Linked DNA regions of Ovis aries: all the other regions are linked to region 2. Evidence: chromatin contacts called from public Hi-C data. All regions are on one chromosome and are shown on one strand. Each heading gives the region's core, a stretch centred on a gene start, on an enhancer-like site or on the middle of the called end of the contact. The rest is flanking DNA. Distances are from core to core; before and after follow the strand shown.

The links. A called contact is a pair of places that touch in the nucleus more often than the background predicts.
Region 1: a contact with region 2 is called in a Hi-C map of mixed tissues, with 4 times the contacts expected there. The contact joins the promoter of KCNN3 here to the promoter of UBE2Q1 in region 2. A contact is called at or near these places in 6 of 16 Hi-C or Micro-C datasets (blood, hypothalamus, liver and 2 more).
Region 3: a Hi-C map of tail adipose tissue shows a contact between it and region 2, with 2.5 times the contacts expected there. The contact joins the promoter of PMVK here to the promoter of UBE2Q1 in region 2. A contact is called at or near these places in 4 of 16 Hi-C or Micro-C datasets (hypothalamus, liver, skin fibroblasts and 1 more).

Annotation. Positions count from the first base shown.
Region 1 is chr1:105,086,699-105,089,398 of ARS-UI_Ramb_v3.0, forward strand. KCNN3 (potassium calcium-activated channel subfamily N member 3) reads right to left here and starts at 1,354. Exons shown (of 9, transcript XM_027975753.3): 1 at 131-1,354. The coding sequence starts at 1,027.
Region 2 is chr1:104,793,903-104,796,602 of ARS-UI_Ramb_v3.0, forward strand. It overlaps UBE2Q1 (ubiquitin conjugating enzyme E2 Q1), which reads right to left and starts at 1,261. Exons shown (of 12, transcript XM_060414764.1): 1 at 817-1,261. The coding sequence starts at 1,143.
Region 3 is chr1:105,153,831-105,156,530 of ARS-UI_Ramb_v3.0, forward strand. PMVK (phosphomevalonate kinase) reads right to left here and starts at 1,258. Exons shown (of 5, transcript XM_060414815.1): 1 at 1,099-1,258. The coding sequence starts at 1,193.

The DNA of each region.
Region 1 (2,700 bases), core at 104-2,603, 290 kb after region 2:
GCCTCTCCCCACCACCATCATCTCTCTCTCTCTCCCCCAATCTGTCTCTCTCTCTCCCCCACTCTCTCTCTCTTTTGCTACCTACATATTCCTTTTGTTCAAAGGTATAAAGAGAAACTGCAGCCCCTACCTTTGAGTACAAACCCCAAGAGAGCTCGGTCTCTATCACCATAACAACAATTCCAAACATCCCAAAAATCAGAGCATAGTCACTCAGTCGCTTCCTCTTTTCAAACAGGGCCCTCCTGTGTCCCAGCTTATAGCCAATGTTTTGGTTTTTCCGCTTGTTGGCTTTGGGGAAGGTGGCGCTGCTGGCGGTGGTACCGGCATGCTGGTGGTTTTGGGTGGCATTGGGGTGATGGAGCAAGGTCTGGTGGGCATGGTTGTCCTCCCGGGAGGAGATGATGATCTCCGGGGGGTTGCTGGGGCTGAAGAGCTGGAGGGGTTGGCCCTCAGGCTCAGCCTCAATGAGGTTCCTCCGGGAGGCGCTGAGGCGGCTAAGGGGCTTCATGACCCCCCCGCTGTACTTGCAGGAACTCATGGCGATCTCCGTGAAGGGGTTGCTGTCCCGCCGGTGCACCAGGGGGCTGGCCTGCCGGTGCCTGCCGCCTCCACCAGGCCCACTTGTGGCTGTGGAACTTGGAGAGTGGCCAAGCAAGTGGTCATTGAGATTGAGCTGGCTGCCTTGCCTGGAGGAAGGGTGGAGGATGGCGGTGGAGTTGGATGAAGGGGGGCCCCTGAAAGCAGTGGGAGAGGAGTGTAGCAGGCCGGGATGGACGGGCTGGCTCTGGAGTTGGGTGAGCTGAGATAGGGGATGCGGTGGCTGCTGCTGCTGCTGCTGCTGAAGCTGCGGAGGCTGAGGCTGCAACGGGGGTCCTGGGGGCTGCTGAGGGGCTGCTGGTGGTGCTGGCGGTGGTGGCGGCGGCTGCTGCTGCTGCTGCTCATCCCCGGAGGATGGACAGGGGCACTTGGGGTCTTCATCCAGGTCCCCCACCCCAGAGTCATGGAAGTGCCCAGAAGTGTCCATCTTGGGGCCGGGCTGGATTGCCTGCAGCACAACCCCCCACCCCAAAGCCACCCTCGTTCCAAAGATGTCCTCAAAGAAAGCCAGGCATCCAAGCTCCCCCACCAGAGTGTCTTGGCTCCAGTCCTCTCTCTTTGGCTTGCTCCGGTTCTCTGGGGCTGCCTGGAGTCCAGACGCTGCCACTCAAGAATGCATGGTACTGGGCAGGGAAGGAGGGCAGGAGGGGAGCTTGGAGAAAGAAGAAGAAGGGGGAAAAAGAACTCTGTCTCAGGAGGTGGTCCTCTAGGAGCGTGTGAGGCCAGGCTCAGCTTCACTCCTCGCTGGCTCAATAGCTTTGCTCTCCTCCTCCTGCCACTGTTATAGGGTAAGCCAAGCCCACTTATTAGCAGCCGGTCTCATTGGCTTGGCTTAACTCTCCAACCACCTCCTAACTCCGCCCCCCGCAAAGGCTCCTCCCCGGAGGAGGGGCCTGCCGCGCTCCGCTCCCAGCCCCGGCGGCGGCGCAGCGCGGGCTGGGAACTGTAGTTTCCGCTTCCCACCCGGGAGCTGAGCAGCTGCCCTCTTTTCCTCTGACAGGTATGGCAGAAACCCGTCAGCCCACGGCGATACGGGATGTATGCGCACGCGGGGTGGTGGCGAAGAGGAGCAGAGGTCCTCGTACGGAGGGGAACTGTGCACCCCGATGCGGTGGCAAGAAACAGGAAGTTATTAATGGTCAGGGTCTATGATAGCTTATTTCACGCCTATTATCCAGCTACAGCCTGCAAATACCCAAGGAGGCGGGCATCGTGTTTCCATTTCACAAACTGATGCTCAGAGATATTGAGTAACACCTTCAAGGTCACAGAAGCAAAGGGCACATCCTCCTGACCCCAGGTAGATACTGAACTGCCTGCAATATGTGTGCAGGAGCATCTGTTATTTCTAAGCCTCACAACAACCCTATGAAAATGATGTCATTATTCTTCTACAGATGAAAATCGTTCTTTAAAAAAACCACTCAAGCACAGAGAAGTAACTTGCCAGATGTTACCCCATTTGTAATTAAGGGTAGTAGAATCTGAACCCAGGTCAGTCTGAACCCACAGCCCCTATACCATCTCCCAAGATGCCTTTCTACTATGACGCTCAGTGAAAAGTGGTGGCTCCATAAATGTGGCTCAAATGACGAGTGGGAAAGAGCCAGATAGAAGTTGTGGGGGGAGAACTGGCCTCCGCAAAGCAGGATGTGTGAAAGGGACTATGGCTGCAGCCAGACTTGGAGTCACGGTAGGGTCTGGCGGGAAGACTGAAGACCCCTGTGGTTGCTCCCCACCTGATCTGTTCCATGGAGTTCTGAGAGTCAGAGCTGGGAACAGCTGCTGGCTTCCCAGGTTCAGAACCATCATCAAGTATTTATTAAGCTCCCACTGTGTGCAAAGGGAGTTCCAAAGAAATGGGACCCTGCTGAATTCATTTCCATTTCTAACTGCAACTGACTTAGAGATCAGTGAAGAGGGGCCTGGGATTCCCCAGGCACACCTGGGGTTTTAGGAAGGCGATGTCTTCCTACCTGGCTCTTGGTCCCACCATCACCCCTTGGCCTCTGTCTAGCTGCTTTCCTGGTGGGAAGGGGGAAGAGTAGGAGAGCCATGCACACATACACACACACAGATACACGTATGCAGGTGCACATA
Region 2 (2,700 bases), core at 11-2,510:
CCTATTTCCAGAATGTTTGAGGCTAGCCTAAATGGAAGACGTGTAAGGTGTTTCCCAGCCCTGCACACCTAGGATGGAATGATGCTCACTGGGAGAAAAGGAACTGTTACCACTCAGAACAAATGAGATTGCCCTTGCACATCACCATCATTACTAGGAAAGGTAACAACCCAGGGCAACTGGAGATATCCATAGGGAACAGGATGGGAGTGGCAGCTACCAGCTGGGGCAAAAGGAGGAGAATTAGAGGTTACACCAGAATAAAAGGCAATCCAAAGGAGAGGAAGCAAAGGGGTCATGAATTGCAAACTATCACTGGTAAAATTCAGAGAGAAAGAGGGACTGAATGACAGACACCTGGGCAGGGATCTCACAGGTGGCAACGTCCTAAACCAAAGGTACTTCTGAGAAGGGGGTAATCACTGAATCTACAGAATTCCAAGCCAGGTCCTTCCAGCTGAAGTCAATGAAGAGGCCTGGAACCTTGAGATGGGGGGCGAGGAAGAGGGGCATTCCCAGGTGTCAAGAAAAGTCGTGAAGTAACCAAAATGAGCCAAAATTATGAACCTTGCGATGTGGGTGGGTAATGGGAAGGGGTAGTCGAGGCGCCATATGTCAGGGTGTCCCTGACTATGAAGGGTAGAGATTCTGGGTCCACGGCAGAATCTCAAGCGTCAGAAACAAGTGCAACCTGAAGAAAAAGAGCCGAACCCCGAGAGGGGATTCGGCCTCCCAGCTCTCTCGAGAGCAAAAAGCTGTGTGGGGTGAGTCCCAGACAAGAGGACCCCAGAGACGCGCACACGAGGGGGTCCTCACCGTGATGTTGCAGTGGATGCGGACGGGATCCCCAGGCACCGACCCCCGTGGGGGGAGATGCGGTCCGGGCGCGGCCCCCGCCCCGGCCCCTCCGGCCCCAGCCAGCAGGAACTCGCAGCTCAGCTCGTCCAGGCAGGCGCTGGCAATGCGGAAGCGCTCGTGGCCGCGGTGGAAGATGGACTCGAGCAGCTTCAGCTCCCGCCTCAGGCAGGGCCCCGGCCCCGGGCCCCCCCCCGGGCCGCCCCCGGCCCCCGGCGCCGCCCCCTGGCCCCCCAGCTGCTGCCCCGGCCCCGGCTGCTGCTGCCCCTGCGGCTGCGGCTGCTGCATCCTCCGCTCCGCTCCGCTCCGGGGCCGGCGGGCCGGGAGCCTCCGGCCTCCGCTCCGGGCTCCGCCGCCGCCGCCGCCGCCGCCGCCGCGGTCCGCACTTCCTGATCCCCCCTTCGCCAAGATGGCGCCGCCGCCACCTCCGGGACAGGGCCCCCCCCTCCGCTCGCCGGCCCCCCCCACCGCCGGAAGCCGCGTGCCCCTCCTCCTCCTCCTCGGCGGCCCCGCCTCCGTCCCCCGTCACGTGACCTCACTGCTCCGACCTCCTTCACGTGACACCTCTCTCCTTCCCGCCCCCTTGTTCTGTACATGTGACCCGGGGCTTCGGGCTCGCCGCCTTCAGCTCCTCAGTGCGTGTTTACGTATGGCGTGCGTGCGTGCTAGAGCCCTCGCCGCCGAGCCCCTCTCACGTGACCCGGCGCCGCGTGCTCCCAGGGGCTACCTGCGCGGGACCGTGTTTCCTGCTCTGGGCTCTTCTTCCCCCGCCCGGAACCGTGATGAACATGCAGGGCTTTCTGTGAGCAGAGAAGAAAGAGAGCTGCGGTCGCCGCTGTATCATCTGTATCCTGCACCCACCCGCCTGTCCTCGGCGCGCGGTCCCCAAGGCTCTGTTCCCTTGGGGCCACGCTGAAATGAGGAGGGGCGTGTGACTGGGGAGGGAGCCAGGGACCCGACCCGGTTACAGGAGGCTTGGGTTGTCATCTCCGATGTTTTGTGACCTTGGGTTAACCACCTTCCCTGAGTTTTCTCATCTGTGCAATGATTTTGATGAGGATGCTAATGCTTGCTTTGCCTGCTCCGGAGGACTGGATGCGAGGAGATCGCAGAGTGATCACTGGTCAATTCTGCACGACGGGTAGTCGATAGCTGACTCTTCGCGCTTATCAGTCCCTTTGGGTCTGAACGTGGGTCGGGGAGGGACAACACAAGCTTCCTCTGCAGGGTCATGGAAGGAGGACGTCACTAGTCTAAACCTTTAACCCGGCAATAAAATGAAAGGAGACCACAATCCCAGTCCAAAGTCTATCGGGCTTGTCGCAGTGGTCCTGGCATAGCCGGTGTAGGCGGCAGTGCTTCCAGGGTCTCGCTAGGTGGCGCTATCACAAAGGACAAAGCTGGCTGAGGTTCCAGAGACCGATAGTTGGCGTTCCACTTCGGAGGGCAGGTGTCAGCCCAGATAGGGCCTGATGGGTTCTATCGAGCCAACTCCGCGCTTGAACAGCTGGCCAGATTGCTACCTTCTCTTTTCACTTGGACTAAAATGAGTTAGCCTTTGTGGGAGCTTGACTGTGCACCTCAGTGCTTTGTTCTGGGCTACTCATTTATGTTGTCAGTGGAGGTTGAAAAGGCCTTCATTGGCTAAATTGGGTTCCGGGTATTCAAAGATGATTTATCTCCTTTTGGGAGACTGGACAGATAGCTACATGTCACTTTTATGAATGTGCTAATTGGGAGCACAAAAGGCTGTGCTAAGAAATCCTGTTAATTGAAGTATATTCAGTATCTCGTGATAACCTGTAATAGAAAATGATGGGGGGAAAAATTGGGTTGGCCAAAATG
Region 3 (2,700 bases), core at 8-2,507, 360 kb after region 2:
TCAGGATTTGAATCCCAGCAGTCTTAATTCCCGAGTCTGTGCTTCTGACCACAAAGTGATTGATGTGCTGGGTTGAGAAATGTAACTTGGGAAAAGGTGACAGATACTTAGTGGTGAAAGATTCAGGTGGCAAATTCTGCCTTGGATTTTCTACAACCTCTTAGACTCCCCATGGTGCCCAAAAGCAGCCTCCTAGCACCCTCAACACACTGGCCTTCAACAGGAGAGAAGCCCCATTCCACCTTCTCTGGCTTCTGTGCTCTGCTTAGCCAGAAAAAAATGCTCCCACACAGAACATCTTCCTTTGGGAGAAAACCTGCTGAAATTCCCTGGTGGCCCAGGGGTTAAGACTCCACACTTCCACTGCTAAGGTCTGGGATGCGATCCCTGATTGGGGAACTAAGTCTCAAAAGCGAGCAGGCAGAGGCCAAAAAAAAAAAGACACTTAAACAAAAAAGTATTAAAGAAGCAATAGGGAAAAGCAAAAACAATCCATTCCTTAGAGCTAGAAGAAAGCTGAATTTGAGTCCTGGATCTACCAACTTTGTGTTCCTGGCAGGTTTGGGTGTCGTTTGTCTTTTGAACTTTTCAGAGTCTCCTTTTTTGCATGTGCAAAATGAAGATACTGACTAAAAATAACACCCAGTACCTAACAACAGTATCTGGCATACAATAAAAGCTCAATAAATCCCATCAGCTAGGTGGAGTACTAGCTAAGGATTTGTCTGTGGAGTCAGATACAATTGGGGTGTGGTCTGAGGCAAATCCTTTATTTGTGACTCAGTTTCTTCTTCTGTACATTACCTCGAATTACTGTCTGGGGGATTAGGAATGGTGTATAAAAAGCGCCTTGGTAGCAACTGTTACTAATACTTCTCGAAAGATCTATAGCCCGCCTGGTTCTTTGAGGGGGGGGCGTGTGTAGACTGCTGTTTTTCCTGACGGTGACAATCCTCCACTTCTGGCCAGCCAGTGGTCCTTCTGCCCTGCAACCTGAGGACCCCAACTCCAAGGCTCACTCCATCACACCCCAACACACCCCTCGTGTCACGTGATTCGGGGTCTCCCGGTCCTCCTCCTTCCCCACCCCACGGACACCTGCTCTGAAGCGCCTCGGTCACGAAGTCCTTCCCGGATTTCCTCTTCCCGCTGAACAGCAGCACCAGCCCCGGGACGCCTCCCAGCGGGGCCATGGGGTCAGCACGCTTTGCGATCCCTAAAGCTAACTTTCCCCTACCCCTTAAATCCGACCACTGGCACAGAATGGACGCGGCCACTCGGTGGAGCGGCGACAAGGAGGGGTTCCGCCCCCGCCCCCGTCTTCTTCATGGCCGTGGAGACGATAGTCAGCCAGCACACGTGCTTCCGCGACTTTAAATTAAAGCCTGCGCAAGTGGAATACGGAGAGACAGAATGTTAATTCCTAGGGCAGCCTTCTTCCTTAAAGAAGCTCCCCTACCAGAACTCATTTGGAATCGCCCAACCCGCCCACAACCTGACGTCACGGCCACGCCTTCTTAGCTGGCACGCGTGACACGTGGGGAGGCGGGAGTTGGACGCAACTATTCTCTTCCCGGGGTGGTGACGTCTTAAAATTTCCTAAGTGAACCTTACACTGCCTTCCACATAATCCTACAAACACACCAAAGAAAGAATAAACTTGTTCATATTGCGAAAGCTTTCAGAACTACCTGTTTATCTGTTCATTTTAATGCATGTGCTAAAGCAAATCCGTATATGCCCCCCACAGTGAAAATAGGTGTTTCTGGATGTGAAATAAGGCGAGGACTCGAGGGGCGTGTCTTGTGACGTCATGCAGGGGCGGGGTTAGTCAAACGCTTTATTTTATTGTTAAATGGCATTTATTAAAGTCAGCGAGGCTACTGCAGTTCGACACTTTAAGCCAAGAAAGAAAAATCACGTCGGTTTTATAGCCACGGCTTCCTCTCCAAAAGTTTTTTGAAGGCAGAGAGCTTGGAATAAAATAAGTTTAAAAGGCTCTTTGAAGCCACTCCTGGGCTAGCTTATCTAGTTTCACCTGGAGTCCAGCTCTCAACCGAGAGTTCAAGGGGCAAAATAAGGGGCAGTGATCTGTCTCTATCCTGAATTCCCAGCTCTGACTCTGCCCACAGCAGCTGCCAGCCAGCCCCAGTTACGAAAGTGGAGTTGTCTTTAGCTATGGCTCGCTGCCCTGTATCTCTCTGAATTTGTCAAAACAGCCTGCAAACCATTACTGCTTCTGTTTTACGTGCTATCATGTAAAGAGAAGTGAGGTGTGAAGATCTCCTTTGGGAGAAACCGTTAATTCTCCCAACATGGAAAAGATGGCACAGAAGCAGCTAAGGAAAATAGAATGATCAGTGGTCAGATACGAAAAGAATGGACTTTGCGAAGGTCTTTTTTTCCTTGTAAGCAACTCTGAAAGCACTGCACATTTGCATGTACTTCGAAGGAAGCCTACAGTGGAATTGTAATCCCAGCTTTGGCATCCCAGCACTTGGCAGGAATGTGACCTTCAGCAAGTCACTCTTGAGTTCCCATCTCACAGGTTGTATTAAGAAGGAAATGAGGAAAATATATGATAAAATACAATAAATATGCTTCATTTATTATTAAGTGCCAGATGCGAAGAGCCGACTCATTGGAAAAGACCCTGATGCTGAGAAAGTCAGGAGGAGAAGAGGATGACAGAGGAAGAGA